Regions from separate parts of the Zea mays genome. Here regions 1, 3 and 4 are each linked to region 2. A link is a contact called in public Hi-C data. All regions are on one chromosome and are shown on one strand. Each heading gives the region's core, a stretch centred on a gene start, on an enhancer-like site or on the middle of the called end of the contact. The rest is flanking DNA. Distances are from core to core; before and after follow the strand shown.

Region 1 (7,781 bases), core at 4,636-7,135, 240 kb after region 2:
TTCATCAAAAGACTTGCTGTAAATTAGAATATCATCGAAGTAGACAACAACAAATTTTCCAATGAAAGTTCTTAAGACATGGTTCATTAATCTCATAAAAGTACTAGGAGCATTAGTCAACCCAAAGGGCGTCACTAACCATTCATACAACCCAAATTTTGTTTTAAATGCAGTCTTCCATTCATCTCCAGTTTTCATTCTTATTTGATGGTATCCACTTCTCAAATCAATTTTAGTAAAAATTGTGGAACCACTTAATTCATCAAGCATATCATCTAGCCGTGGAATAGGATGGCGATAGCGAATGGTAATATTATTTATAGCTCTACAATCAACACACATCCTCCAAGATCAATCTTTCTTGGGTACTAAAATCACAGGAATAGCACAAGGGCTTAAGCTTTCACGAACAAAACCTTTATCAAGAAGTTCTTGTACTTGCCTTTGTATTTCCTTAGTTTCTTCAGGATTGGTTCGATATGGTGGACGGTTAGGAAGTGCAGCCCCTGGAATAAGATCGATTTGATGCTCAATCCCTCGAATTGGAGGTAGTCCAGCCGGTGTTTCTTGTGGAAACATGTCTTCAAAGTCTTGCAAAAGATCAGCCACAATACTAGGAAGAGATGTTATGTCGTTAGGAGAAACTAAAACATCTTTGTTCACAAGTACAAAGAGCACTTGATATGGGTTATTCCTCACTTCTCTCAGCTCAGATTTTGTGGCTAGCATAACTAGATGTTCTCCCTCTTCCTTCCTTTTATCTCTTGAATTTGGCTTGTAGCACTCGCTCACCGAATTGTGGATGGCACTCAATTTCTTTTGCTCTTCTCCTCCTCTACTTGCTGCACTAATTTCAGTTTTCTTTTGTAAATGTTCAACCATGATTTGTTGAGGGGTCATAGGCTTGAGTACAAACTTCTCCCTTTCAGATCTAGTGTGTATTGATTTGTTCTTCCACAATGCTAAGAATATCGGTCATATTGCCAAGGTCTTCCTAGCAGCATGTGACAAACAGACATGGGTGCAACATCGCACTCCACCGTGTCAATGTACTCTCCAATCTTGAACGGAACTTTCACCTTATAACCAATCTTGATATCTCCCGATTCATTCAACCATTGGACATGATATGGATGAGGGTGTCTGTTGGGGGCCTTCGGCTTCCGTAGGTCCTCAAAAACATGATTTGACAATGTTTTCCAAGTGAAATGTGTGAACATGTATCTTCGGAATCGGGTCACGAGTATACAAGAGTATGGTCAAGACGAAGCTTGAGTAGGACGGAAGGCGATCGTGACGAAGGATAAGATGATCATGAAGCTATGCGCAGAAAAGCTTCGGCATGACAGCAGAAAAGGGGAACCGACTTAAAGATGAAAAGCCAAATTAGACCTCAAAGAATTACTATAGAGTTATTGATAAATGTAAAGGGCATTAATGTAATTCTACACGGGCTGCGTCCCGTGCCTATAAATAGATGAACAGTACTCCCGTACTGTTCACGCTGACTTGGCATTTGCTTTTCGCATCACGCCTGTACCTTTACTTTTCATCAATCCGGAGGTACATTTGTAATTTGTCATTATAAATTTGATAATGCAAATAAAAATAAGTTGATGATAATATCTGTATTATTATTCGTATTTCATACATGTATTCTTCCTTGTTATCTATCGAAGTCACGAAGGTCTTTTCCTTCATAACCTTCGTCCAGAATTCATTATATCCGAAAGGACATAATGTCTTGAAGGACGAAGGATTTTAACATTTAACACTCTTCATGTTGCCTTGTTCTTAACTCTTAGCATTTAAGAACAAGTCCCCAACAGTGTCGCTGCAACTTCAAACCAAGCTTTTCAACCATCTCACGACTTGCAAGATTATGGCAGCTCCCTCCATCAATGATCACCTTTACTACTTTGTCTTGCACTTTTGCTCGCGTTTGAAAAAGATTATGTCGCTGTCCAATTTCAGCTTCTTTCATTTGAACACTCAAGATTTGTGTAACCACAAGAGTAGTACCATGCTCAAATTCACATCCCGTATGTTCTCCAGATTTATCAATGTCATCTTCATTTCCTACTTCAGCTTCCTCTTCACTAGCTGATGTATATTCTCCATCATCAGTCATAAGGATCACACGATTATTTGGACACTCCTTTATGACATGACCACGACCTCCACACTTGAAGCACTAAATACCACTACTCTTGGCTGTTGAACCCACTGATGTTGAAGTGGATGCTGCTGGTTTATAACTCGTGTTTGGAGCAGCACCGTTCTTTCCACTAGAATTGCCTTGAATATTGGATCGCAAGCCTCCAGTTGAACCTTTTGTCGCTGAGGATGTAGCGGTAAACCTTGAGATCGATTTGCTTCCTCCAGTCATGGTTCGTGCACCATATGACAAGGGCTTGCTGCTCTTAGCATCTTGTTGCAGCTGGCGTTCAGCCTTGGTGGCTTGATGTACCAAATCAATAAGACTTTGGTACGACTGAAACTCAACAATATGCTGAATGTTGTGGTGTAACCCAGCCATGAAACGTGCAATGGTTTGCTCTTCGTCTTCATACACATTGGCTCTTATCATGGCCTTCTCCATCTCCTTATAATACTCCTCAACAGAGAAACTTCCTTGCCTCAAATTCTGCAATTTATCAAAAAGATCACGCCGATAATGCTTCGGCACAAAACGAATTCTCATTTCTCGCTTCATCTCTTGCCAAGTAATAATAGGGTCCTCTCCATCTTCTTCACGGTCACGAAGAAGTTGCTCCCACCAAATCAAGGCATATCCTTCAAACTTAAGAGATGTCATTGCAAGTTTCTTCTCCTCTGAATAATTATGTAGGTGAAAGATTTTCTCCACCTTCAATTCCCATGTGAAATAATCTTCAGGATCAGATCTACCATCAAATTTTGGTATGGTAAACTTAAGTTTTCCAAATCTCTCTTCTTGGTTGATGCCTCTATGATGACGACGACCATATCGATGTTGGGACTGATCATCATCATTCCCAAATTCAGATTCCTCATTGTCATCATTTCTTCGATTCCGGCCTCTTCCTCTACCACGTGCAGCACCTTGATTTCTCCTCCCATGTTCACTTGCTCTTCTAGAATAATTTCCTTCACCTTCTTCCCCATCTTCACCATGGTTTCTTACACCATCAGGGAGTCGACGACGACCTCTGATTTCAGCCATAAGTGTCTGAAGATCTTGTGCCAACAGATCTTGCTTGGCTTTTATGCTTTGTTTGAGCTCATTGAATTGTATCATGGTGACACATTCTTCAATCTCAACGTTGGGATCCATCTTCCTGCGAAATTAGTGGCGACAAGGCAACAAATATAGGTGGAATATGAAGCTATATAGAATCTCACAACCTCACCACTCTTACCAACCAAAGCTCTTATGAGTTCCCTGCGGGTTGCAAGAAAATGTGTGGTGGTAACAAGAAAGTGGCGGTTAAACGAATACAAGACTAGAGTACCGATTACGATGGCTTATATGTGGAGCTTGGTGGGGAATAATAAACAAGGGATGCAATCTGAATCCTAATTGTTGTAAAGTTAAATAATCATCCAACTAGAAGTTCCCTGCCTAGTGCTGACCACAAGATACGAGTGATGTAAATAGATCAAACACACGCGCAAGAAATTTCAGATTTGATGCAGACAAGGAGTATGATTGGAATGCAAGTGTTGCAATCAGATCCAACCAAAATTTTGCACCAAATGACAATAGCAAACTGGTTGAACAACTTGATAAAACTTTCAGCACTTGTGCACATAAACAAACTGATTGTTCTACTTTTCTTTCACAATCTTGTTCAACACTTTTTGACACTTTTTTTATAGAACTAAACACAGAGTTCTGATAGGATATTGCACATTTTATAATACTAAACAAAGAACTCAACCAGCAGCTATAACTTAAATAGGATCAAAGTTAACGCGAAGGAAATGATGAGGGTTTTCAGTTTTTTCTTTTTGTGGATATTTTCAGATATATATAAGAGGCTCAAAGGAAACACAAAGGATAGAGTGACCATCAACTAAACAAAGATTCTAAGGACTGAAACTTAACAAAACTCACTGGAACAACAGATTGAAACAAAGGGCTATGGCAAAATATTTTATGGCTTTTGGTGGATAGGACGAACACAAAATATATGTAGCTAAGGGTAAAGAATCCTACCGTGACAACTGAGGCTTTGATACCAGATGATGCGTCACGATGCCCGATCTTCACGACGTAGGATCAATCTTCAGATAACTAGCTTCAAAGAAGCCAAGATAACTTGCTGCAAGCAGCGATAACTAGTGCAACCTGACAAATAAAACTCGAAGCCAACCACCGTCTTTAACAGGCAGCCTGAATCGAGGATTCGCCCAACCACACTCTCAAAGAACCAACCAACACAACCTACAACCAATCGAGGAGACCTCGAAGGGAGTAGGAGCACCACTTGGGAGCGGATGAAGCCGCCGCTTTTGCAATCCCGCGAAGCAATTCACAAGAGCAAAGGGGTAGAGATCACTCTCAATATTTGTTAGCACACAACTGAACAAAGGGTTCTATTTTAGATTATCAAAAGCTACCTTACATCATAGACATAGGGGGTATTTATACTAGTAATAACCAGCCTTAGCGAGGTATAAACACGAAACAAAAGTATTTTCACGTGCTAATGTGAAGGAGCCTCTTCGGGAGATCTGCAGAGCTGATTTCCGTGTGGCTGTTTGACTTCTGCGCAGCCTTCAGTATTTTGACAATAACTTCTTCTAGGAATCTTCAAATGACGTGGGGCTAGATGCGTTGGAAAGCTGACTTGATAAGATTTCTCACCATGTATACCATGCTTAATGAAACTTCGTAGAATGATGCAGTTTAATACGAAAACTTGGTCATCAAACAGACTGTTGACCTTCTGACCAGTCAGCACTAAAGTAGGTCGGCTGCCTTTATGGTAGATTTGATTAAGTCGGCCTTAGAAGCATTGGAAACTAGACTTCAAGAGCTTTCCAAAAAGTACTTATGGGCCTTCATAGCTTTTGGGAATCAAAAGATATGACTGTTTCTTTTGGACGGTTCTGTAGCGCTGGACTGACTCGGACATAACTCTTCTTGCTGATTCGCGTTTGATATGTTTTGTCCTTCCTCTTTGGTGAACCTAAGTAATATCAACATACATGACTTAGGTAGCATAAATTTCTCATTAGTGTTTAATTGAAATTCATAAAGTAGCGCGTACACCTCTTGCTGTAGCTTCTTAGCTCGGCTACGTGTAATTGGTCCATCAAAGACTTGAGTTGGTGATGATGTTGGTTGTACTTGAGTTGATGTAGTATGCTTTGGGGTTGTAACATGTTGCTTAATGTTGTGGTCGTATCATCCTCCTCCCCTTGAAAAGGAGTCGTCCTCGACTCTGAAGTGTCTTCACTTGTATATGGTAAGATGTCAGCAACATTGAACGTGTTGCTCACCCCATAGCTCTAGTAAACGAGGTAGTCATTGCATAGCTCTGGTAACTTAATACAAATATTAAGTTTGCTTTTGGTCAAATGTATTTATCTTATTTTTTATTTGTTTTATTAACTCTGATGTGAATTTCGAGCCAAAAATTGAATTTCGAGCCTTAATATGAATTTTGAGCTTTTATAATTTCGGGCCGCTCGAAATAAGCCTGACACATTTAAGCAATTACGGACCATGCCATGGGCCAAAGACTAGACCCGTGGACAGGCCCAGCACAGAGCAAAATTCAAACAGACCGAACCAACCCAAAATTTAAACATTACAGACTTGGAGGGCCGGGCCGGGCCGGGCCGGGGGACCAAATGTACACCTGTACGTTAGGCCTTGATATTCCGAGGCCCAGGTTATTCATTCCCTTTCCTCCCGTCTCCCACTCGAGCGAGCCACCGCCGCCAACGTTCCCGCCTTCTATCCCTTAACCCTAGCCGCCGCCGCCGCCGCCGCCGCTTAAACCCTCGCTGCGGAAACTACAGCAACCCCCGCCGGCGATGGTGAAGGAGAATAAGCGGAAGCAGCCTCCTGCCGACGCGGCGCCGCCTCCGGGCGACGAGGGTGAGGGGAGGAGCGGGCGGAAGGGCAAGAAGGCCAGGAAGGAGAAGGCGGAGGCGATACTGCCGTCGCAGATCAAGAACAAGGACAAGCGCCGCGAGGTGCACGCCAAGCTTAAGCGAGAGAAGAAGGCCCAGAAGCGCGCGCTCGCCCGCGAGCGCGGCCAGGCCGCCCGCCGCGCCGAAGAGCTCGGCGAGCAGGCAAGCCAGCACTCTTCGAACTGTCCACACCACCTGTAGAGCTTGCAGTTTTTGGTTTGGTTCTGATTGCTAAGGGTAATCGGGTGTTTGCAGCCGCCGGAGAGGCAGGTGCCCCGCACGATCGAGAACACCAGGGAGCCCGATGAGACTGTGTGCCGGCCCGACGACCAGGAGGTTCGTAATTCTTGATGGCACCATGCTTGTATAAGATTATAAGTCTGTGTAAATACCGAGTGGTGTTCAATTTGATGCAGAACTAACAAACATAGTACTTGCGCGATCCTATATTTAGGTTACTAATACCCAGATGTAGGAACTATGAAATGCCAAATTAATAGTGTCAATGTTCGAAATAAAAAAATAACAGCTAAAATGAAATTGCAAAACACAAGAGACAAGGGACATATAATGAGATAATATCCTTTTTTTTTTGGCAGATGTAGGGTGTTGATGAAAGTTGGGTAGGAGTCAATAGATAACTAGAGTTGCGCTGGGAGACTCTAGAGTCTAAATGTTTTAGACTCATTAGAAATAAAACCAAATATATGAGATGTGATTTTTTGACACTAGTACACATGGGGAAGGAGATGCTAGTTTGGAAGATCAAGTAGTGCTCAGTAAGGATACCTTCTGGTATTTAGGATCGATGCTACAAAGAGAAAGAGATTTACAATTAGACCTACTATGTTGTATGGTGTAGCACAAAAAGCCGGCATATGTAAATTAGTGTTGCGGAAATGCGTATGCTGCGTATATGTTATAGTCATATGCTACTAGACTTGCTAGTGCTTTATTTAAGTACTAGGTATGTGCCCGTGCGTTGCCACGAGGCGGAGGAGCATGTGGACTGCGCCTAGGCTACAAATATAATTTTTGTTTATACCTAAACACTAAGGTATGTGTGGTCTGGTGGTTAGTCCCAAATTTCTGGAGCAGAGGGGTGTGGGTTCGAGTGCTCGTTTTGCACAAATTTTTGCGGGCGCTGGGCATGAGGAGGGTGAAGCCGTGGTAGCACAGGTGCCCACATTAGGTTCTTAATATAGTAGTATAGAAGTATAGATATGATGATGATTTTATTATAGTTTTACATTGTCTTATATTGATTATGACCTCCTACATTGTATTAAAATGTCTTATACATCATTACTTATATCATAATGGGTCAAGTTATATATCTAGTTCTACACTACATATTTTAATGTGTGATATTATTTATGGTTTTCAATGGCTATCGATGTGTTTTCAATCGGATAGTTTTGTTTTGTGAGGTACTTACTTGTGTCTTTCTGACTATATGTATGTGTGCACATTGTTTGTCACTTGTATTTGTGAGATTTTTGTTTCAATGCTTTGTGAGATATGCTTTAATCCTTACACTATTACTAATTTCTATGTGGATGTATGACTTATGTGGTTTTTTTAAGTCAAATGAGGGTACATGTTTTATAGATCATATTTTAGATTTTGACCATGACCAGTGTATTTTTTGT
Region 2 (7,793 bases), core at 1,242-3,741:
AATAGGGCGAAGGCCGAGAAGACGAACGGGGCGTCCAACAACGACGAAAATGATGGTGCACACATGTTGTGAATCGTCCTCGTGGACGTGCAATAGCCACTGCGCGTGTCGGTGTCGGGACTGGTGTCGGACGAATACGGGGAAGAGGCGCCTGTTCCCATGCCCTCTGCCGAGAATGAGGTGGCGCGGAGGCGGAGTCATGAGGGGAGAGAGAAAAGAAGCAGGATGACAAATGAGGTAGCGGTAACTGAGACGAGGACCGTCATTATCGTGCGGAGGAATAGATGGTCAAATGAGCCGTGTTTGGCAGGCCGGCCCGAGGCACGACTCATTTAATAGTGCCTGGGCCAGCCCGACACGAGCGTCGTGTCGTGCTTGGTCCGTAGCCTCGGCCCGTAGTGCTGGCCCGACCCAGTACAATTATATATTTTATTTTACAAAAATTGTTTATGCATATGTATGATTTATATTCAATATTAAAACATCGGAGCATGATGTTCTATTGGTTAGAATGCTTCACTCAATGTCTTATGTCCTTTCATCAGGGCATGGGTTCGAACCCCACCTCATGCACTGTTTTTTAACAGTTTACGCTGATTTAACCAAATGACTCGACGGGCTAACGGGTCGGCCCGACACGGTCAACATACTAGTGTGTCGTGCCTGGGCTGGAGCTGCAGCCCATGGGCGTCGAGCCTAGTGGACCCATGCTGGGCCGCCGTTTGACCATCTATATGTAGAGGAGTGGTTTGGGACGTGGATGTTGGTTGCGTAGAGGGGACGAGCGTGCAACAGGTTAATTTGAAATAGATGTGAGGGGTATTTGTAAAAAGATGACGTGAAAAGACCGTTGAAACTGGAGTTTTAATATAGTAGAGATAGATATAACACTAGAGATTATGACCTTGTTTGTTTCGGATTATAATCTCTCCAGATTATATAATCCAGCGCAAATCATCTATCAGGTAAACAAACACCTAGATTATAGGTTCAGATTATATAATCTAAAGCCCAGATTATGACAATCTCATAATCTCCTCAAGAGTAGCTTATTTGAGATTTTTTTGGTTAAAGACCCACTACCCATGGTTATGTAAATAAAATAATAGTATATGCCATCCTTCTTTACTCACCTCAAATAAACAAACAAGGGTAAAATCAGCGTAAACGCCCGCAGGCCATTTGATTAAATCAACGTAGACGCCCGCGGGCCACAACTCTGGCTCAAGCACGTCATGTCGGTCTACTGACTATGCCAGGCCAACTCGTCGGCCCATTTGATTAAATCAGCGTAAAATGTTAAAAATTGGTGCAAGAGGTGAGGTTGAACCCATGCCCTAATGGAAGAAGGGCGAGAGACACTGGGTGAAGCTGTCTAACCAGTAAAACATCATACTCAAATGTTTTTAATATTAAAATAAATTGTATATACGTATATACATTTTTTGTAAAATAAAAAATATAATCGTGTCGGACCGAGCCAGCACTACGAGCCGAGGCTACAGCCCAAGCACGGCACGACGTTCTTGGCTCTTGCAAGCATTAGGTCGTTTCTGAGACTACATTGACGTAATGGACTCCATGGTGTTTGAAGTTGCTGAATTGGATGGAGCAACAATGATTTGTCACACTAACAGTAAAATGAAAGGTTATTTGTTGGTTTTAAACGTTAGTAATTGCTACGAAGTAGCATAATTTATATGGAGCACATTCAATTTTTATTGGTGTCTCACTTTAGCAATCACTCCATATTTTGATCTATCTTTTTTATAAGTTTGAGTTCATGTGATTTATTTTAGAAACTTGAGCTTACAAACTTTGTCATATTTGGTCTACGTATGGTGGAATTATATCATTTTATAATTTCTGTTCGTTCAGTCAGTCGTTGTGATCTCTCTTCTAATCGCTCACTTTATTGGTCGTGTTGTACCAAGACATATTGCATGAAGTAAACAATAACATCAGTTAGCCAAATCAAAAAAATATTATACGGAGAGCGGAGACAATCAATAAAAAATCTTGATTTTTTTGGTGGACAGTTTACGTGGGTATTTTTCAGCATTTTTCAGCATAATATGTATTCGTTCAAAAACTTGTAGTATTGAAAAATTATTAATTTCATCATTTTAATGTCATACATTAGAACCAATTTGAAATATATGAAAAACATTGAATAAATATGGTACTTTATGTATTCTGTCAACACTGTAGATATAAAGAATCAAATTTAGGGATAGGACACTGAAAAGATATAGAAGACATAATCTTTTAGAGTGTGCTGATAAGAAATATTAATTTAGGTGATGAAATTTAGGAGACAGCTTAGTCGTAGTGTTGGTGCTCGACACAGCAGAAACGAAGGGATCGATGGCTTGTGTATACCCAAAACGAACTTGCGGCCCAAACACGAATCGGCAGCCCAGGCCCAGGTTCTCACCTCTGCACCCGCCTTCCGTTTCTTCTACCCTCCCTTTCCCTTCAGACCTTCTTCACCCCTCTCTCTCTCTCTTCTCCTCCCTCTCTTCCTTTTCTCTTTTCTTTTTCTCATTGCGACGCCTGCCTGGGCGACCGTCGCCGCTCTACACCAGGTGCCCAGGTCTTCGCCGGCGCCGAGCAGCCACCAGGTATGCGTACCCTTCTGTTCTCTTCGCTTCCTTTGCCTACCCTAGTTCCCTTACATTCCTGTTGTGCGAAACCGAGCTCCCAAACCCTAGCTTAAGCTATTTGCCTATTCCTATTCGGATCTGATCCAGTCGCAATTCTGTGCGGTATACATCTAGCGTCATGACTAATATTAACTTGGGATTCTTTTGCAAAAATTATCGGCTGTTCACCCATGTCCTCGACTGGGCCCTTCCATGACCACCGACCACCGATGAGTCTGCTTATACGATCTTGTGTTATGAATTATTTTTAGCTTGTAATCTCATCATGTGCGGATATATGGAGCCGGTATCAAGTTTGTGTTTGCAGAATTTATCATAAATGTCTTGTGCATACTAGTTAGATGAGTTGTGCAAACGAGGATCAGTAAGAGGTAGCTAGGTCTTCTGCTTTTATAAAATACGAAGACATGTATTTTGTTGCTCACGACCTGTTGTTCTGGGGCCACACCCTGGAAGTTTAATAGATCTGTAAACTAAGCTGGTGCAAGTCTATGTTCATTTCTGTAATCTGACCTGTCAAACGACTGGTCCTGTCTGATTGAGTTGATACCTCATTTGTGCTTTCCTCTGTTCATCTCTGAAATTTTGTTCTCCAATCCAGCCGCTGTGCAACAAATCACGTCTGTCGAGGGCATGGATCCCTACATGACAAGGCTCGGCGCCGGAGCCACTCACCAGCTTTCCAGGGCTGAAGCAATGCCTGACCGAAGGTCTAGGTTTTGGCAGACAGATGTGCAGCTTGCGCCTCGGATAGACATCATCTGCCCTCTGCCTCGCCGCCCTTCTCGCCTACCGGTTCTCAATAGCCCCAAGCTCAATGGGTTAGTTCTTTCTTCACTCTCCTCTATCCACCACGTACTTACATGCACCGTACTAATGTTGAATTACAAATTGCTGAAGCTGCCTCATAGGTTGCATATTCATGTATGCCTGCTGCCTGCATACTTGCTAGATTTTCAGCGCCAACTGGTAGGCTATATGTTGCATGCTTGTATGTACTTACGTTCATCACTGCTAGATTGTTAGCGCCAACTGGTAGGCCACATGTTGCATGTTTATATGTACTTACTTTCATCATTGCTATATTTTGAGCGCCACCTGGTAGGGCTTAGGTTTGCATAATTTTGAATGTCTGCGTACTCGGTAGATCTGGACGGCCAATCGGTAGTTCGTCTCTTGCGTATGCTCCAAGTAAGGGCAGCAGATACTATTATTGTTTTGCTCCGACTTTTTCATGCAATGTAACGTCACATGTTTCAAGAGACCCACGCTCACATAGGCTTGGAGGGCCGCAAGCTGAGCATTAACGGACATAGCAGACACTGTTACATGTGGCGACAAAACAGAAATACTTATGGGGGCAGGATTTTGCACATGGCATTTACAAGCTTCCATCAGCAACTTGTGTGTAGCGGCAAAAAAAGGCAACATACGTTACTTAGTGTCGCACGTGCTGTTCAATAAATTTGTTGATAGACAGACATCACGCAGATTTATTAGGCAAACAGAAACGTCGAGTGCGGTTACATGTGCTAGCTGATAAGATTGTGTTTTGCATGCCACGTCTCAGATTCACTTCATAATGGTTTTTCTGTGAACGCTAAATTGCTCGATAATTGGTCTAGCCAAGCAGTATAAGACAGGTCCTTGTTGCTGATGCTGTTAATGTTCTGAGATTGCAGGGCACTCCCACTGTATAGAGCAGACCCCACTTTTGATATCGTTGACCTCATCCTTAGCAAGGTATGCTGCTGCCACAACACATGGATGGTTTTTTTAAGTAGGTTGTTGTTCTTGTGGGTATCTAATGTCCGACTCTTGGCTCCTCTTTCAGAATGACCCTGATGTGGATACTGATTCAAGCAGCCAGGCGGGCTTTTTCTGTGGCTCGCCTCCTGCACGCACTGACAACCCTGTTATCAATGACCCACAGTTTGGAAAGAAAACACCATCCTTTTCTCCTTTATTTGGTGGAAGCTCTTCCGGGAAAATGACAGCTGGAAGAGTCGAAGTAGGTTCTCCGTCGTCTTGCGGGGCGAGCAGCCCGAAAGTAAGGATCGAAGGTTTTGCTTGCGGGAACAAAGAGCCCCCTCACTGTTTTGCCTGATGATCCGGATCATTGACCCTACCTAACCCTGTTTTGCTACCCCCGCAACATGTACATTTCCCCTGCTAGTTTCTTTGGTTAAAAAACCTGGTAGTTTCTTTGAGTCGGAGTCGAGTAAGAGCGCTTGTTGTTGCCCCTTGTGATGACCGTGGGTGGCTTTTGGTGCAAGGGAGCAGAGCACAGCTCTCGGATGTAAATAGGGTGGCGTATGTAGTGCTAGATGTTTGTATGTGTCTGCTAAAATGTAGTAGTAAGGTTGGGTGGGTCCATGTGTCGGCGTCTGTAAATAGCGTCATGCATTTGGATGTAAATTGAAATGCGTCTTCAATTATTGTCACCTGTCTCTCTGCTGGTGCTGGGTCCAAATTGCAACCGGTCGAGAACATAGCATCTGAAGCAATTATTCAGAGTAACCATGACGTGCTATGTTACCTTTACTTATGCACCACCAAACTGTACAACTAAAGCTGGCCGAGTAATAAAGATTCAAATCGATGGAACTGTACAATTGAATTGAATGGAACGAAATCCGATCATGGATCATCCAAAGAAAGAATGAATGAATGAAACATGGATCATCATCTGAGGATGGCCCTGGAGTGCCTGAGGATCATGTGGAAGGGCGTGGTCGCCGTCACGGGGCGCCTAGTGTTTGTGCTTGTGCTGCTACTGCTACTCAATGGGGCAGTGGTCGCCGCCGTCACGGCCCTCGCCACCACCTTGCCCAGGCTATTCCTCTTGCCGCAGGGGGTGGCGGCCGCAGGTGCAGGTGTAGCTGTTACAGCGGTAAATGGTAGCTTTGTCTGCGACATGACGACGCCGCCGGGCCGCAGGTGGTGGTGCACAGCATGTTTAGGTGGCGGCTTGATGGTCTGCGCCTGCGACGTCCTCCTGGTGACCGCGGCTCGGCGAGACTGCTGCGCGCAGAGGACGTCCGGCAGGCTGGACTCCAGCAGCAGGACGGTGGCGCAGTGCTTGAGCACCTCGAGGTTCATGCGCGCGTCGTCCAGGCCCCTGTGCTTCTGCTTCCCGATGCCGAAGTAGGTCGCGAGGGTGGCCATCTTGAGGTCTCCGGCGCGGCGGCCGAAGTGTGCGGCCAGGACGTTGAGGGAGTCGATGACGCCGACGGGCTCCGGGGCGGGGCGCCCGATGTCGGCGAAGGCCTCGCGGATGCGGGGGCAGTCGAAACGCTGGATGTTGTGCCCAGCCCAAACGCGGCCTGCAATTAATTGCAGATCATGGATCAGCTGCTGCATGCATATGCAATGCAACACAACAAATTAAACAAGGACGACGGCGCACCGTCCAGGATGTCGAATATCTTGTCGGCCACGTCCTTGAAGGGCGGCGCCGACGCCATTATGGCCGCCTCCACGTCGTCCGTGAATCGCCTGGAGACGGCGGAGAGGTCGCCCGGGCGGATGAGGGTGTCGTAGCTGCCTACCTCCACCAGCTTCCTGGGGCACACCAGGATGGCGCCGAACTCCAGCAGCCACCACCGACCGGGCCCGGCCGCCGACGGAGCCGTCGTCTCCACGTCGAAGAAGACGATCTCATCTCTCATCGTCATTTCGTTGGGTCAGCTAGCTAGCTGCTGCTTCTTCCTGCTAGCTCTTCTTCTACTTACTATCTATGCCGATGATCACTGTGTCTTCTTCTTTCTCTAGTCTCCAGCTAAGAAGAAGCAGAAGCAGAAGCAGAAGCAGGAGCTAATAAAGCTGTACAATTAATGCCTGCCCGATCGATGCGATTAGATGCGATGCGATGCTGTATATATATATATATCATGCATGGATATATAGAGAGATGGAACAAGTATATTCCTTGCTCGCTGGATGAGAAGGCGGATGAACGAACGAGCTATAGAACGGCAACGCAACCGGTGCAGGTTGATGCATGCAAGCAACGTGGTTGCTGTGGAGGAAGCTTAGATCACCGGCCGGGCAATCTGCTACCTCTTTTCCCCAAACTCCACGCAAAGCAAAGCGCTGCAAATTTTCTCTTCTTTCTTTCTCTGTTCTCCTCGCTCGCGCAGTTCTCTACTATAGCTTCCGTGCGTGGGCCGGGTCGCCAAGCAATCTAGCTACACACGCACCAACTAACTTAACTACCACAAACAGATATATTCTCCAAATTAAAGCTAGCTTTACCTTTCCATCAAGTTTCTAAATCTTTCGTTACAGCCGCAGCTAATTAACTCTGCATATATCTGTTTGTAGAGGATCAAGTTATTTACTCCTATGTAATGTTAGCCACTATTAATTTGTCACTAAAGCCTAGAGATGCCTATGGATACCGGAAACCCGATATCTGATGGGTAAAAATACCATTAGGGTACGGATATGACGAATTTTGGTGTCCACAAACATTTTATTAGATCATTCACCTATGGTACGTATGAATATGTTCTCTCTTGCTCCATAACCGCTATCAGATGGGAAACCTGCGGACACAATGTTGATTTGTTCCTTGTGATTCGGGTTGATGATGGATGATTGTCAACATGGGTAGTACTTTGGTGTAGTCGACGGTCTAACCAGATTATGAGATTATGTGTGGTGCAATCATATCTGTCGGCTTGTGGTGTGGAGGTGTAGAGCACATGGATGGTGGTCGACGTTGAAGGTCATGTTGGTTCGTGCCGATGGATCGGGAGCGGTGAAGTGCGAGCACCAGGACTTGACCGAGGGACCAGAGAAGTCGGATGACTAGCCGTGGTGGCTAACACCTAGGGCACGCACTAGCGCAAGGATGTGGCAGAGCGGACCATGTCGTCACAGCGGTCAAGGACTAGCGGGACACGTGTCTAAGACGTGGGGTGTGCTACTTGCGACGGTTTGGTAGTTGAGCCTCAAAACCACCCAGTGCTACAGATGGCGGGTTTTACCGAGTTTGGCCTCAAAACTCCGTGATGCAGTTCCGGCAGGAATCAAAGGCGACATGTGGTGTCATCACTAAGGTTGTGTCGAGACGAAGCAACTTCGTATGGAGCACGTGGCCATCAGATCAAAATTCTATGA
Region 3 (7,232 bases), core at 1,807-4,306, 250 kb before region 2:
CATGGTCCGGATACAAAGACCAAAAGATTGTTGCATCTTTATGGATATTTAAAACAGGTCAACACATAGCATGGACCTGATATTGAAATTTCATTATGACACTAGTTTTATTACAATCAAATAAAACTTACATCATCACAGGTATTTGGGTCAGCTCCAGCTTTAAGCAAACATTTGATGACTTCTATATTTCCACTATCTGCAGCAATATGCAATGGGGTTGCTCCACCAGCCTTGACATTTGGGTTTGCACCAGCCTACATTGCATATTATTCGGTTAGTTTCTGAGGTGAAGTCATAGATGATACAAGGTATTAGTAATGGCCCCTTTGGCAGCACTTCTACAGCTCCGCTCCTCATGAGAATCCAGAGAGCACTACCACACGCCTCCTTTCCTGCCGCTTTGTCCAGGAAGCGCTCCTCCTCCAGCTCCATCCGTTTTGCATTGCAGGTGGGGAGCAAAAAACCCTGCTCTCAATGCACCTCGCCCGTGCCAATCTCGACATGCAAGACCTTCTCCATCTGTCCCGGCCCTCTCCGCTGTGCTACCCTTCTCAGCCTGCACCCTCTCAGCCATTGGTGAAGAAGGCAAGGTCGCCATAGGGCCTGTTGGGGTCCCTTTATGCCTGCCTGCCCTCTGCGGGGCCCTCTTTCACGCCGCACTCTTCGCCTGTGCCTGCATCTCCGTCGAGCTGGAGCCAGAGCCAACGAAAAAGCACTGCTAAACGGTGTTTTTTCGGATGGGGAGCGGAGCTGGAGCGGCAGCGAGCAGAAAGAGCGCTACCAAAGGGGGGCTAACTAAGTACATAGAACAATATTGTGTTGCGTGTATCAGTCAACTAAGCATTTCAGCTTTTTTTTCCTTGAAACTCCTTTTGCTGGCAAACAAGCATCACAGTTTGCATTACATAATATAAGCAAGACTGAAAAATAAAGGAACAAGAAACATGCTTAATTTTATTTATGTGTGTATTCCTATAAATCCCAAGGGCATAGGACACAGCATGAAGTAAAAAGATATAGCAGGGGGAAATACAGGTGTTTTATTCATCAAATTAAACTACGGACCTCAATTAGGACCTCCAAGCATGGGAGGGAACCTGCAGCAACAGCAGATAACAATGCTGTGACACCATCATCGTTTTCAGTATTTGGCTGCAAAAAAAGAATTAACATATTTACATGGCTGAAAAAATATCTATACAAAGAATTAACCTATTTACAACGTCAAAGGAAGCCTAAATGAATTTATGCCAGACTCAGGAATCATGATAATTATTATGCTTCCAGATTGGCACATCCCAGGTCCAGAGAAACATATGCATATCTTGTGTAGTGGCTTGAAGCACTCAAACATGTCGGTCAGCCAGAACGACTAGCAAGTCTTCCAACTTGAAAACATTGAGATGAATAATGTCACTAATGACACATACAAGTCTGGAAAAGGCAAAGGTTCATAAGTAACATTTGCTGCACATACTGGCTGGCCAACACGACAATTAATTGATTGTCTTTGACATTTATATTAGTCCCATTATATCTGTCGGCTTCGTATTTGTTCCGATCTTGTAAGTTTTGAACACTATTTCAATATGCTTAGTAGCGAACTAAGGGCCTCTTCTATTGTTCTCTGAACCAAACACAAAAAAGGAAAGAAAGAGATTATTGCTGCATGTTTTTTGTAGTCGTTGGTTCAAATGGTCATGGAGATAAGTAATGAGGTGAATAGACAGCATCCGAAGCGTTACAAAGCTGAGCTAGCCTAATGCTTCATGCTAAACTGAATATGTAGACAGGATGTTTTGAAAAAACAATAAAAAACTGAGATTCATACTATATACTACATGTAAGAGGTACGGTACCTTAGCATTGTGTTGAAGCAGAAGTTTGACAGCATCCTGGTTGCCATGACCAGCAGCCCACACAAGGGGAGTGCCAGCATCACTTTCTGACTCGACGTCAACTCCCTTGGAGAGGAGAAGCTTCATGAGTTCCGTGTTCCCTGCTCAAGAAAAAGAGATGTTGGTATACATGATTTGGTGATTATTGACTGATGGAGTGGCGGTGGTGCGGAAGGGGGCGAGCACACAGAGGCCATGCATGTAATGTTATGGTACCTATGCCTGCAGCATGGTGTAGCGCTGTGGCTCCTAGGCTGGTGGCCACCGAAGGATCAGCTCCATGGTCGAGAAGATACTTGACAGTGTCCAGATGGCCCTGGCGTGTCGCATGGATGAGCGGAGTTTCGCCTGGGGAGGATGAGGAGTATACAGATGAGATGGTACAACGCATGATACTACACTAGGCATATCGCATACTGATGGTGTTTGTGTTGTATTGGCCATTGGGATGCAGTTTAGTGCAGTATATACAGACATTATAGATGAAAAGCAAAGCAAAGTGCAAATGTGGTATTAGTCTGGTACTCTGGAAGGTACCAACCATCATCGTCCTTTGGGTCGACAGGGAGGCCGAGCTCGCCGATGAGGAATTCACAGACGTCGGTGCGACATCCGATCGCCGCGAAGTGGAGGGCGGTGCGCTTGTTGGCGTCGCGCACGGCGGCGGCGACGGAGGCGGCGCCCGTGCCGTCCTCGTCGAGCGCCGCGACGAGGTCTGCAAATCAGCACCGGGTGCGAAGATGGCAAATACGGTGGCGGTGAGGAGTTGATTTAATGGAGGAGGACAATCGAATCTTGAAATCGGACCGGGACGTACTCTTGAGGGATTGGAGGTCGCCGGCGCGCGCAGCCTCCAGGAAAGCCTGCACCTTGCTCCGAGCTGCCAAGGTATCCAATTCCAAGAGGGGGAGGGGGGAGTTAACCAAACTGAGAGAGAGCGAGAAGCGGGGGTTGTTTTTGTTGGATCCAGTAAAAGCTACGTACCTGAGAGGGCGGCGGTGGCGTCGGCCATGAGAGAAGCGGAAGCTTGGGTTTCAGACCGGGGGTGGGGGGAGTGGAGGCGGCGCGGTGGTGGTGAGAGTGAATTTCTCAGAGCGGGCGAAGTCAGGTAGAGTCGGGAAGGCAGAAGAAGAGTGGACTCAGGCCGGGCCGGGCCGGGCCGGGCCTCTTTATCGGAGCCCTGTGCCCCTGCCGTGGTCAACCTGTGCCTCCTCTATTCTTTCCCTTTTCCTCGTATCCATCCTCCGGCGTCCGCCCTTCTCTCGCGCGCGCCGACCGCCGCCGCCAGGTGCCAGGAAGTCGTGGGAAGTCTTCTTCGGCGACGAGCACCCGCCAGGTACGCCCATCCTCTGCTGTACTCCCCCCGTTCCTGCTGTGCGAAACCGAGCACCCAAACCCTAGCCTAAGCTATTCGCATCGCAAACTCTATTGAGCGACGGATCGCGAAACGCGCGCCGCCGCATTCGGACGAGACCTCGTGGCCCGTACCTTCCTACTCTACCGTCGTCGCCGGAGACGAGCTCACCGGTTAGGGTTTCGGGATTAGGGGCTTGGGGCTTGGATTCCCGGGGGACTCCATACCCGGTGGCCTTAGAAGGGGAAGGGGGCCCAGCGGTGGTGGTGGTTCGACTGTCAGCGAGCGAGACGGCGGGGCACCGCCGATCGGGCGTCGCTGGACATTTGATTGAGCTGGGCAGGCGAAGGCGTGGAGCTTGCTCTTCGATTGGGATTAGAGGAGGGCGGAGGTGGTATGGTGGGCGGCTCGGCTGGCTCAATGGAGCCGCTGGCCGGTGGTGGGGCAGGCGAGATCACGCTCTCTCATAGAGCGTAATGGGTTGCGTAACACACTCCTGTTTGTATTTGGATCCGATCTAATAATTAAAGTTTATTTACGTGGTGCACATGTAGAATTTTCCCATGCCCACTGCTAACTTGGATTGGATTTTTGCCAAAAAAACGGGTGTGCACCCAATCACTTATAGTGAAACCGTTGTGTGTTTGATGTGCTTCTAACCAAGTACAAATCCAGTGAAAACACACCTACCATTCAACAATCCACATTTTGGTTGCAATTATCAGCATTCTAGAAAGGTGCATGTGCCCATTGATACACTTGCTATTGGTGCAGGCCATATCTCTGCAATGGGTGACTACACAATCCAGATTAGCACCAAGCTCATTGACCAGCTTGCTCGTGATGACGAGAAGGTAAAACGGAAAGCCAGGAAGCCCAAGCCTAAGAAGAAGCCCACCGTCCAGCCACATGAAGAGCCCCTGGAATTCCCGAGAGAACCAAAGACGACAAGCCTTGCTACTGCTCCTGGGTGGCCTCTGCAGCCTCCCCCTATGTTTCTGCCAGTGACCCCTGCTCCCCCGCCACCCCCGGCCACAATGCCGGAGGTGGAAGCCATTCGTTCCGTCCTGAAAGAAAGTGAGGCGCTTCTCAAGAAGCTGGAGAACCAGGAAACTGGGGCACGCCAAGAGCTCAGCAAGAGAGCAAAGGAGCTGCACGACAAGGAGTTCAAGCTACCATACCAGAAACCCATGCCCTGCACCCAGGAGAGGGCAGGCTGCCTTGAGTGTTACAAGACCAATACAAAGGACCCGCTCAAGTGTGCTGAAGCAGTCAAGAGATTTGAGGCATGTGCTCTCATGGCCATCAAAAGTACTGCCGCAAAAGCTGATTAGTATGTAGTCCGTGAAGCTTTGTGAGTTGGGGCGAGCTGATACGCGGACTCTGTTTTTTATCTTTTGAGGCAATTCAAATAACCAAGGATTTTCATGGGACCCACTGTAGATTTCTAATGCCACTGCACTGGGCTACCTGAGGCAGCGCACCTTGAGCTTAGCGATATTGCATATGTTTGTTAAAATTGGTATATCAAGTTGCTGGTGCAAAGGTTTTTTCTGAAATATATATTGATCTTGTGTTGGATTGGTATCCACTAGCCACGCTGCAGATTTTTGCTGTGTTCTATGGTGTCATTATTGTGCTATTGTCGTACTCTTGTGTGCATGATGCCTCTGTTTACCTATTTTCCGTGCCAGCACTGCTATTTTGTATTTCATTCAGTCCATGGGCTGTAGAATTCTGTTCCAAGTGGATCAATATTATTATCTTCTCTTGTGCTAATAGGAAATACTGTCCTGCTTATCTCCTATGAGAGAAACGCTAGTGATAACTCTCAAGTCTGAGATTGGTGCCAAGCAGGCAAGAAATATCTTTAAAAAGTTGACATTTTCTTTTCTGCAAATTGAACATATATATTGTTTCTACTTTTGCTTGCTGATCCAATGAATTAAACATATTCTAGTACTTCAATTTTTGCTTTAGCTGCACATTTTCTTTTGAAACACAGAATTTGTCTGAAGTACCTATTTGCACAATGCTTTTCATTCTTGTGCTTTGCACGTTAGTGATGAGTGCTTTTTAGAACTCTGGAAGTCTGAGAATGGTGCTAGCCAGGCAACTAAAAAAAATAGGTGTTTCATTTTTTGCAACTAAGGATCTCTAAGAAATCACAACTTATTCTGCATTTTCTTTTTGCAGCTAGAACATATATCTGTTCAGTTACCTTGCTGACCCAAAGAGTAGAATGTATTCTGTTACTAGATAGGATCTTTGCTTCTGCCCTTAGTTTGTTTTGAAACAGAGTTTATGTCTGTATACTGCCATTGCCATGTGTAAAGCAGGTGCAAATGTGTAAAACAGAGTTTATATTCTTTTGATCGAAACAAAATATATTTCTGGTCAATTGATGGATTAATTGTTCAATTGGACCAATGTTATTATTATATCCTCGTTGGCTTTAGAAAATATGTTGTCCTGTTTATCTCCCATGAGATACCCTAGTGGTGCCTACTTTTAGAACTCTGAAAGTCTGAGAATGGTGATGACCAAGCAAGGTGGCTTTTTTTCCTTAAAAAAGGTTCTCTTATTATTTTGCAACCAAGGATCTCTAAGAAGTCGACACTTAGTCTTCCTTTTTTTGTAAATCAAACATATATATGTTGCATCACATATCAGCTTCGCCAAGTGGCTAGAAGTGGCGCCTAGGACCTTAGTTCAGCTTTGTTTGGATGGATAAACATTAGTTTGTTAGTCTTGGATAGAGTTTAGATAGATAAACATTAGTTTGTTAGATCTTAGATAAGGTTTGTTAGTTTGTTAAAAGGCTGCTATCTCAGCTATATAAATGTATCCCTTCAATTAATGAAAGATCAAGCATTCAATTAATGAAAGATCAAGCAGGCAATTATTCTTGCTCGTGCTTTTTCCCCTTCGCTTATTGTTCACCCGTGGGCACGTCTCTCCCAACCAGCAGCCCTAACCCTAGGATGATGGCTCCCAAGCGTCAGGGTCTTGGCCCTCGACCTTCCACCCATGTTACCTCTGTAACCCTAGTTTCAATAGTTTTCTTCACTCTGGCTCGTTGATCTGTTTAGTAGAATGTATCCTGGTACTCAGAACCTTTACATATATATACCATGGGTATTCGAGTGCAGCTCAACGAGAAAGATATGATTAGTGGGTTAGCCGAGACTCTAGACTCGGCTGATACAACCTGAGGAAACCGCATGATTTAAAAGATTTTTAGATGGATAAATATTACTAAGATCTTATTATATTGGGAGATGAGATCGATATCCTAGCAGATATAGTAAAAACTGGCAGAGATAATTCGAGATAGACTTAGTTATGATTTACATCCTATAACCTATCTAAAAATACATCTTATAAACTCGTCACCCTCATTGGATTATAAAAGAAGGATCAGGGAAGCCTCAAGATGCCAGATTATCTGATCACATTGCATAGCAATAGACACCAACGTGTCTTTACCTTTAGTTCTTGATAACGCAGCCTCCCTAAAATTTAGTATCGAATAATCTTCGATAGTTAGCATGCTAGGTAGGGAAAATTGCACTAATCACCAAAGAGTTGATGACAACTATGGGTTTCGCATGGGAGAAGTCATCTTCAGTACACTCAAATTCGTCGTTGATTCGCTCAAAAATCTTAGGCTCACTCTGAGTATTTCGACAGTTTTGACGCTCCATAATCAAGTACTTGAAAATCCAATCTACACTTGGACGAATTCAGCTCGATCCAATCATATGACATCGACTCCGACTCCACTTCGACACCAACTCGAACTCAAGTCTGATCCAGACTCCGATTCAGACTCCGATTCCGACTCAGACTCCAATATCGGTCCTTGAACCCTCATGTGTTCATCTTCCCAAAAAGTCCTTTGGACTTATGGTCAGAGGAAAGGGACAACGTATGCATAGGGGTGGTAATGGATCGTGATCCAAATGATTCTTCAT
Region 4 (7,227 bases), core at 340-2,839, 150 kb before region 2:
CCACATGAGGAAAGTGAGCACCCCATTGCCTGCACTCAAGTCGGTCTTCCCATGTTTCCCCGACTCGAACACCCATATTCCTGCGGGGGTCATTTTCTGCAAGAATGGGGCCAAAATGATCAGGTGCAATAGTCACAAAGATCTGGCCACTTGATGCGTTTGCTTTTCCAGCCCTCTTAGCCCTGTCAGTTGTAAAGGCCTTATCAGGCCTATCATCATTTCGTAGATAGTGATATGGAACTGCTGAGCCAGCAGAGTTAGGATTCTTTGAAATCTTAGCCATCCTGATAACTTCGACTAGTGCGGAGTTGATTCTTGGCTGCTCAGCCATTTTGGCCGGGATCTGCGCCCGACATTTCCCACACGTCCTCTTCTGATTTTGAATCCACTTCTGGAAGCATTTCAAGCAGAAGTTATGGCCACAGGGTGTCTGCAAAAGAAAAGAATATATGGATTAGGACTGGCATAAACAATTATTGAGTGAAATGGTTATTCATCTCCTAAAGAGATTAACAGTATGTTACCAACTAAAGTACAGCAAAACAATAAGGGCTGGTTTGGTGACAAGGAAATTGGAGGGGATCCATGGGGAGGTAATCCCTTGCTATTCAATTTTAAATAGCAAGAGATTTCCCCCTCATGGATTACCTCCAATTCCCTTGTCACTAAACCAGTCTTAAATGGTTTTGTTGAGAACAATCAGGCAAACAGCTTACATACAGACAGTGCATGATCCGTGGTATCTGGTAAGTTTGAGTAAATCAAATCTTCCCGGTGAAGGAACATAGCGAATAAACGTTATGCAGGTACTTCCAGAACGGTAAAAAAAATCCGATCGGAAAACAAGGATATACTCGCTCCATCCCAAAATAACTGTCACTACGTTACCCACGCTAGTCAAGATTTTTTGAGTTTGACTAAATTTGTAACCTCCCCCTCCCCCCCCCCCCCCCCCCCCCCCCGGCACTGGGACTAAAGAAAGAAGTGTACGAATACAGGTTCAATTAAGAAGGAAGTAAGCAAGGAAAGTCCACAAGCCAATTCGGCGGTTGCTGTTAGATGGGGAGAGAGGAAACGTTACCGTGACGGGTCGTTCAGGGAGCTTCATGCAGAAAACGCAGCTGAAGTTCTTGCCGACGATCTCAAGGGCATCGTCGGACGCTTCGTCGTCATCGTCGTCCGCGCCGTCGGGGGCGTCGCCGGTGAGGAGGGCCTGGCGGCGGCGCGCCTTCTCCTGGTCGGAGAGTGTGTGGTCAGCCTCGATGGCGCGGATGGCGGCGACCAGGGTGTTGGCGGGGCCCGAGGGAGCGGCGACGGCAGCGGAGTCGGGGGAGCAGTCGGGGCAGCTCCAGCTGGCGGCGTCGGCGAGGGCGGGGGGCTTGGAGAGGCACGGAGAGTGCCAGGGCGTGGTGCAGGTGGAGCAGGTGAGGAGGTCGACCTCCGGCGGGGATGCGACGCGGCAGACCATACAGACGCCATCGCCGTCGCAGGGGAGGTCCGGCATGGCGGTTGCGAGTGGGATGGTCTGGGGGCTAGGGTTTCGAGGTCGGTCGGAACTGGAAATGGTGGCGGATTGGCGGGGAGAGGAAATGACGGCGGAGGCCGGAGTGGGGTTTTGGATGGTGGGGTAGTAGTCAGTCGAAGCGGCGGGTTCAAATTTTGGGTTTGCCGCTGGCCGGGCGGGGGGAGGGCAGGCACGGCCACCACTCTCCTTCCCAGACCAGTTTCCCCCCATGGCGCCACTTTCGCCGGGAAGAGGTGGAACGGGTGGGGTACAGATTCCTTTTACGGCCGGGGCCCACAGATCGGTGACTGAAAAGTTGGATCCCTGAACGTGAATCAAGGCTTTCCGGAAGTGAGCGCCAATGGGAAGATACCATATGGACATCAGGACATGGCAAGTGGGCGGCTCCGATGGAGTGACGCATTTGCCCATACTTCCGATTCTAGCGTCTGTTGGGAAGCGAACGCAGTTTTTTTAGAGCAACTCCAATAGTTATGTAAATTTTAGCTCTCTAAATCATAGATTTAAGAAGTTGCTAAATGGCTTTTGGAGTAAAAAAATGTGAGTTCTCCAATAGTTCTCTAAATATAGGTTGTAATTTTGTTTTGTATCTATCCACATAAAAAATAAGTCACAAAAACTATATAATGCAGTCAATATTTTTGTTTAGGGAGTTGTTAAATGGTTGCCAAATGTAGAGAGAAAATGAGGTTAGATGACAAGTTGTTAAATTTAGAAAGTTCATTTAGAGAACTGTTGGAGAATAGTTTTTATGTTAACTACCTAAATTATTGATTTAGGAAGTCTTTTAGAGAACTATTGGAGTTGCTCTTAATTAGTTACTATTCCTATTTCTAATTTCTAGAAACTGATTTATGAAGAAAAAAGTCCGAGGATGTTAATTAGTAACATATTTTTCCTGTATTTTTAAAAAGCGGTGCCAATAGATATAAATTTCATGAAACCAACGAAGACATAGTGTGATGAAATAAACAAAAGCTGGTTTTAGTTAGGGGATAGTAACTTCTTGATTTTAGAAAAACTGGATTATAAACTAGTATGTTTAGGACCGCTATAGTTTCTATAAAGCAGTTTCTTAAGACTTTGTGCTTCCAAACAAACCATTATTTGATTTGATCGATTCGTTCCTGTGTACCTTTGATGAAAACTCAACATATCAGGGTGCTTGTGTTGCTACCGGTAATTGGTCAAGCAACAGCTGATCTCAGTTTCGCATAGACTCAAATGATCTATTGCTACCAGTAATTGGTCAAGCAACAGCGCTCATCTCACTTTCTTAGAGAGACTCGGATGCATTTCTCGGCAAAGCACCAAAGAAGAGAAGAAAGTAGTAGATTAAGGTAACAAGAACAATGGTTCATGTTTTCTCTCTCCTTTCTCTAGCCAACTAAACCTTTATATATAGAGAGAGAGAGTTGCTAGTTTGCTACACATAGCACTGGTCTGTTGTGCTATAAACGGTCACAGCCGCACGATGGAGCAGTCGATGGCTGGATGTAGATTAGCCTCCCGCCGCTGCCGCAGATTGCGCGGGGCCCATGATCTCACAAATCCGTTAACAAGTAAAACAGCACCGTTCCCAACCAAATATCCGTCTGGCTGCGCTTTTCATCCGCTCTGTTTGCGATCGTTGTTTCCTCTTCTCTGCAGCCATGGCAACTGAGGCAGCGGAGGAACATCCAGGCGTGGTGCAGCATCCACTCCATGGAAGCCGGTGAAGGTGTAGCACAGCAGGATCATATCAATATGGCGCATCCACAATAAGGTAAGCCTAGTCCAGTTGTTGATTCAGTCCTCTGTTTTTAAGCAGTCTTTGTAGGGTCCGTAAAAAAATTCTTCTAGGTTTAGTCCCACACCCGTATATAATTATATATATTGTTTCTGTAAGGTTGCAGATTTCAGCGTTACTACTTGAGCCTGTTACTACTTGAGACTATCAATTTGATATTTCTTTTTAATAGGACTGAACATGGCCAGCACGGTTGATGGCAACGACGACATAATTGATCCACACGAGCATTTACAGTGGACTCCATTTGTGGGAAAAGAATTTTCTTCACAGAACGAAGCAAAGAGATTCTATAATAAATATGCCTTCAATAAAGGGTTTAGTATTCGTGCCACTACACATACAACATCGAAATCAGGGGTAATCACATCTAGATTGTGGTTTTGCTCCAAGGCAGGATTTTCTAAAGGTGTCAAGGAAGCTGTAAAATTAATGCAGACTACAGGAAATCAACAAAGCCCCAAAAGGAGGTTGCTCTCACCCGAACCGGTTGCAAAGCACGTCTTAGAGTGGCATTGGAGGATGGAGTGTGGCGAGTTAGTGTTTTTTATGATAACCATAACCATCTTATGGTCACATCTCCTTCAAAGATAAGAAACCTTCGCTCTCACCGATCAATGGAAGATGCGGATAAGGAAGTCATTGAAGATATGCGTGCCCAAAATATTGAGACCTCAAAGATACATCAGTATTTGGGTGCTTTGCATGGTGGTATGAGCAACCTAAAGTTCAAAAGAAAGGATGTTAGTAATGAGATAGCATCTGCAAGGCAAAAACTCATTGGTATGGATGTGGAATCAACTTTGGTGTATTTTCATAAGAAACAAGAAGAGGATCCTGAATTTTTTTGTGAGGTCAAGGTGGATGACAATGGCCACTTGAAGAACTTTATTCTGGGTTGATGGTAGAGCAAGAAGAGCATTCTCTGTATGAGACGACATAGCCCTCATAAATAAAACTTGTGAACCCGAGTGCACTTGCAAATACAGTTGTATGATACACTGCCTCTGTACTGTGGCAAACCTCTCGCCTTTTACATTTTTGCAAATAAAGAAGGATGTTTACATGATAAAGAAGGAAACACTTTGTCTGTACCATGGTTGGAAACAACGATAGCGAGCTCCGCAGATGAAAAGCGCAACCAGACGGAGATTTGGTTGGGAACGAGACGTTTTACTTGTTAACGGAGTTGTGTCCCATACTAACGCGTGCAAAGGACGAAGATTGAAAGGGAAATAGGCTTTAAACCTTTTCCTAAATGATTTTGGTGGTTGAATGTCCAACACAAACAATTGGACTAATTAGTTTGCTCTAGATTACATGTTCTACAGGTGCCAAAGATTCAACTCAAAACCAATAAAAAGAACAAGACAAGGTTCAAAAGAAAGGAGCAAAGAGAAACCGAAGTGCTCCCTGGTATGGCGCACCGGACTGTCCGGTGTGCCACCGGACAGTGTCCGGTGCACCACCGGACCGTGTCCGGTGCACCAGGGAGGATTGCCTTCAAACTCTTCACCTTCGGGTTTCTCAGGCGCAGCCCACTATAATTCACCGGACTGTCCGGTGCACCACCGAACAGTGTCCGGTGCTCCAGAGTGAAGCGGCTCTGAACTGGCCAGCTTCGGGAAAGTGGGAGGTCGCTCCGCTAAAATTCACCGGACTGTCCGGTGTGCCAGCGGAGCAACGGTCATCTGCGCGCAACGGTCGACTCTGCAAAGTGTACAGTTGAATTCAGAGTGTCAGAGCAGAAGTCAGAGGGGCACCGGACTGTCCGGTGCTGCACCGGACTGTCCGGTGCCTCATGAGGACAAAGCCTCCAACGGTCGACCAGCTCCAATCTTAACGGATAGGATGACGTGGCTGGCGCACCGGACATGTCCGGTGTGCACCGGACTGTCCGGTGCGCCCATCGCCAGCAGCTTCTCCAACGGCTACAAAATTGGATGGTGGCTATAAATACCACCCCAACCGGCCACTTCAAGGTGTGGGAGTCCAAGCAACATTCCAAGTCATCTAGTTGACATACTCAAGCCCTCCCAACCACCTACATTCATTGATACATCCTATACACAAGATCTAGCCCACTACAACCAACACAAGTGCCACAAAAAAGAGAGCGAGCAATTGAGAGCTACTCAATTGAGTTTAGTCCTAGTGCCTTGTGAGATACATTGAGAGATAGTGTGTGCTTCATCCTTGTGTTCATTTGTGCGTGGAGTTTTGACTCCCATTCAAACTTCCTCCAAAGTGTTGGAGGCTTGTAAAAGCTAGCAAGAGACACCAAAGAGTGTGGTGGTCCTTGCGGGATCGAGAGTGATCCTTGAGAAGAAGAAGAGCTCACCGATCCTTGTGTGATCGGTGGAGAGAGGGAAAGGGTTGAAAAAGACCCGTCCTTGAGTGGACTCCTCAACGGGGACTAGGCCTTCGAGGGCCGAACCTCGGTAAAACAAATCACCCGTGTTCATTGTGTTTATTGCTTGTGATTTGTTTGCTTTCCTTTGCTCTAAGTTTTCTTGCACCATTATTTGATAACCTCATTTGGTGTTGCTTCAAGTTAAATTCCCATTCAGTGAAGCAACACGTTGCAAGAAAGAACTTGACCTAGTGCTCTTCTCATCTAAGGCTTCTTGCTTTGTTATACTATAACTTATTAGTAGTATTGATTTATCACTTCCGCATTACTTAAGCACAATACTCTTTACAAGCAAGAACTTAGTTTTATACTCCGATATTTGTATATCTTGTTCTAACCACTAATCAAGGGATCTAGTTGGGGGATAAAGTTTTTATTTTCAGGTTTCGCCTATCCACCCCCCCCCTCTAGGCGACTTTCAATTGGTATCGGAGCTAGGCACTTCATCCTGAGTCTAACAACTCGAAGTGATGGCTCGTAAAAGATCCCAAAAGAACAAGAAGACCCAAGAGAACAAGGAGGTAACTCTTGAGATATTACTTTCCAATTGTTCTAATTATGATTCATGGTCTGCTAGAGTAATAAACGCTTTTAGAACGGTAGATCCACAATTAGAACAAATTTTAGACAAGAGTATCTTCGCTCCTAGTTATAACGGAAAAATTGTCTCCGAGGAGGATCAAAGATGTTTTCGCTTAAACTACCTAGCTTTTGACATCTTAAGCAATTCTCTTAGCAAAGAAGATTATCGTGCCTTCATATCGAATTATGACGAATCAATCCATGATGCGCATGATATTTGGACTAGAATTAAAAGCAAATTTAATGAGTCCAAACATGATAGTTCATTTTGTGCTTCTACTTCCTTTGGTATTTGTGATACTAACCCTTGCAAGGAAGAAGAAGAAAATGAACGGAGGAGACCAAACTGAAAGGGAATTAGGGTTACACCTAGTTCCTAAATAATTTTGGTGGTTGAATTGCCCAACACAAATCTTTGGACTAACTAGTTTGCTCTAGTATATCAGTTATACAGGTGTTAAAGGTTCACACTCAGCCAATAAAAAGATCAAATTTGGATTCAACACAGGAGCAAAGGGCCAACCGAAGGCACCTCTGGTTTGGCGCACCGGACTGTCCGGTGCACCACCGGACAGTGTCCGGTGCACCACCGGACATGTCCGGTGCACCAGAGGACTCCAACGCAAACTCACCACCTTCGGGAATTTCCAGAGGCACTCGCGCTATAATTCACCGGACTGTCCGGTGTACACCGGACAGTGTCCGGTGCGCCAAGGAGGAGCGGCCTCAGGAACTCGCCAGCTTCGGGAAACTCCATCGGCCAGTCCGCTATAATTCACCGGACTGTCCGGTGTACACCGGACTGTCCGGTGCGACTACGGAGCAACGGCTATCTCCGTGCCAACGGCTCTCTGCCGCGCATTTAATGCGCGCTCTGCGCGCGCAGAAGTCAGGCGCGCCCATACTGGCACACCGGAC

What was found. Hi-C and Micro-C count contacts between places; a contact is called where the count stands out from the background.
Region 1: a Hi-C map of leaf shows a contact between it and region 2, with 6 times the contacts expected there. The contact joins the promoter of LOC100273986 here to the promoter of LOC100277281 in region 2. A contact is called at or near these places in 2 of 25 Hi-C or Micro-C datasets (ear and leaf).
Region 3: a contact with region 2 is called in a Hi-C map of bundle sheath, with 4 times the contacts expected there. The contact joins the promoter of LOC100282246 here to the promoter of LOC100277281 in region 2. A contact is called at or near these places in 6 of 25 Hi-C or Micro-C datasets (bundle sheath, ear, endosperm and 2 more).
Region 4: a Hi-C map of leaf shows a contact between it and region 2, with 4 times the contacts expected there. The contact joins the promoter of LOC100501293 here to the promoter of LOC100277281 in region 2. A contact is called at or near these places in 7 of 25 Hi-C or Micro-C datasets (bundle sheath, ear, endosperm and 2 more).

Annotation. Positions count from the first base shown.
Region 1 is chr8:139,155,208-139,162,988 of Zm-B73-REFERENCE-NAM-5.0, forward strand. It overlaps LOC100273986, which reads left to right and starts at 5,886. Exons shown (of 11, transcript NM_001148372.1): 1 at 5,886-6,291; 2 at 6,385-6,465. The coding sequence starts at 6,031.
Region 2 is chr8:138,921,700-138,929,492 of Zm-B73-REFERENCE-NAM-5.0, forward strand. LOC100277281 reads left to right here and starts at 2,492. Exons shown (of 4, transcript NM_001150894.2): 1 at 2,492-2,624; 2 at 3,268-3,487; 3 at 4,349-4,409; 4 at 4,501-5,149. The coding sequence starts at 3,300. The coding sequence ends at 4,773. LOC100285546 (exonuclease) reads right to left here and starts at 6,524. Exons shown (of 2, transcript NM_001158437.1): 1 at 6,076-6,524; 2 at 5,257-5,992. The coding sequence starts at 6,343. The coding sequence ends at 5,352.
Region 3 is chr8:138,668,435-138,675,666 of Zm-B73-REFERENCE-NAM-5.0, forward strand. LOC100282246 (copper ion binding) reads left to right here and starts at 3,057. Exons shown (of 2, transcript NM_001155158.2): 1 at 3,057-3,237; 2 at 4,030-4,844. The coding sequence starts at 4,044. The coding sequence ends at 4,589. LOC100280256 (Ankyrin-1) reads right to left here and starts at 3,015. Exons shown (of 13, transcript NM_001361035.1): 1 at 2,886-3,015; 2 at 2,719-2,781; 3 at 2,443-2,616; 4 at 2,118-2,249; 5 at 1,863-2,002; 6 at 1,069-1,155; 7 at 132-257. The coding sequence starts at 2,913.
Region 4 is chr8:138,776,310-138,783,536 of Zm-B73-REFERENCE-NAM-5.0, forward strand. LOC100501293 reads right to left here and starts at 1,590. Exons shown (of 9, transcript NM_001362594.1): 1 at 1,082-1,590; 2 at 1-430. The coding sequence starts at 1,504.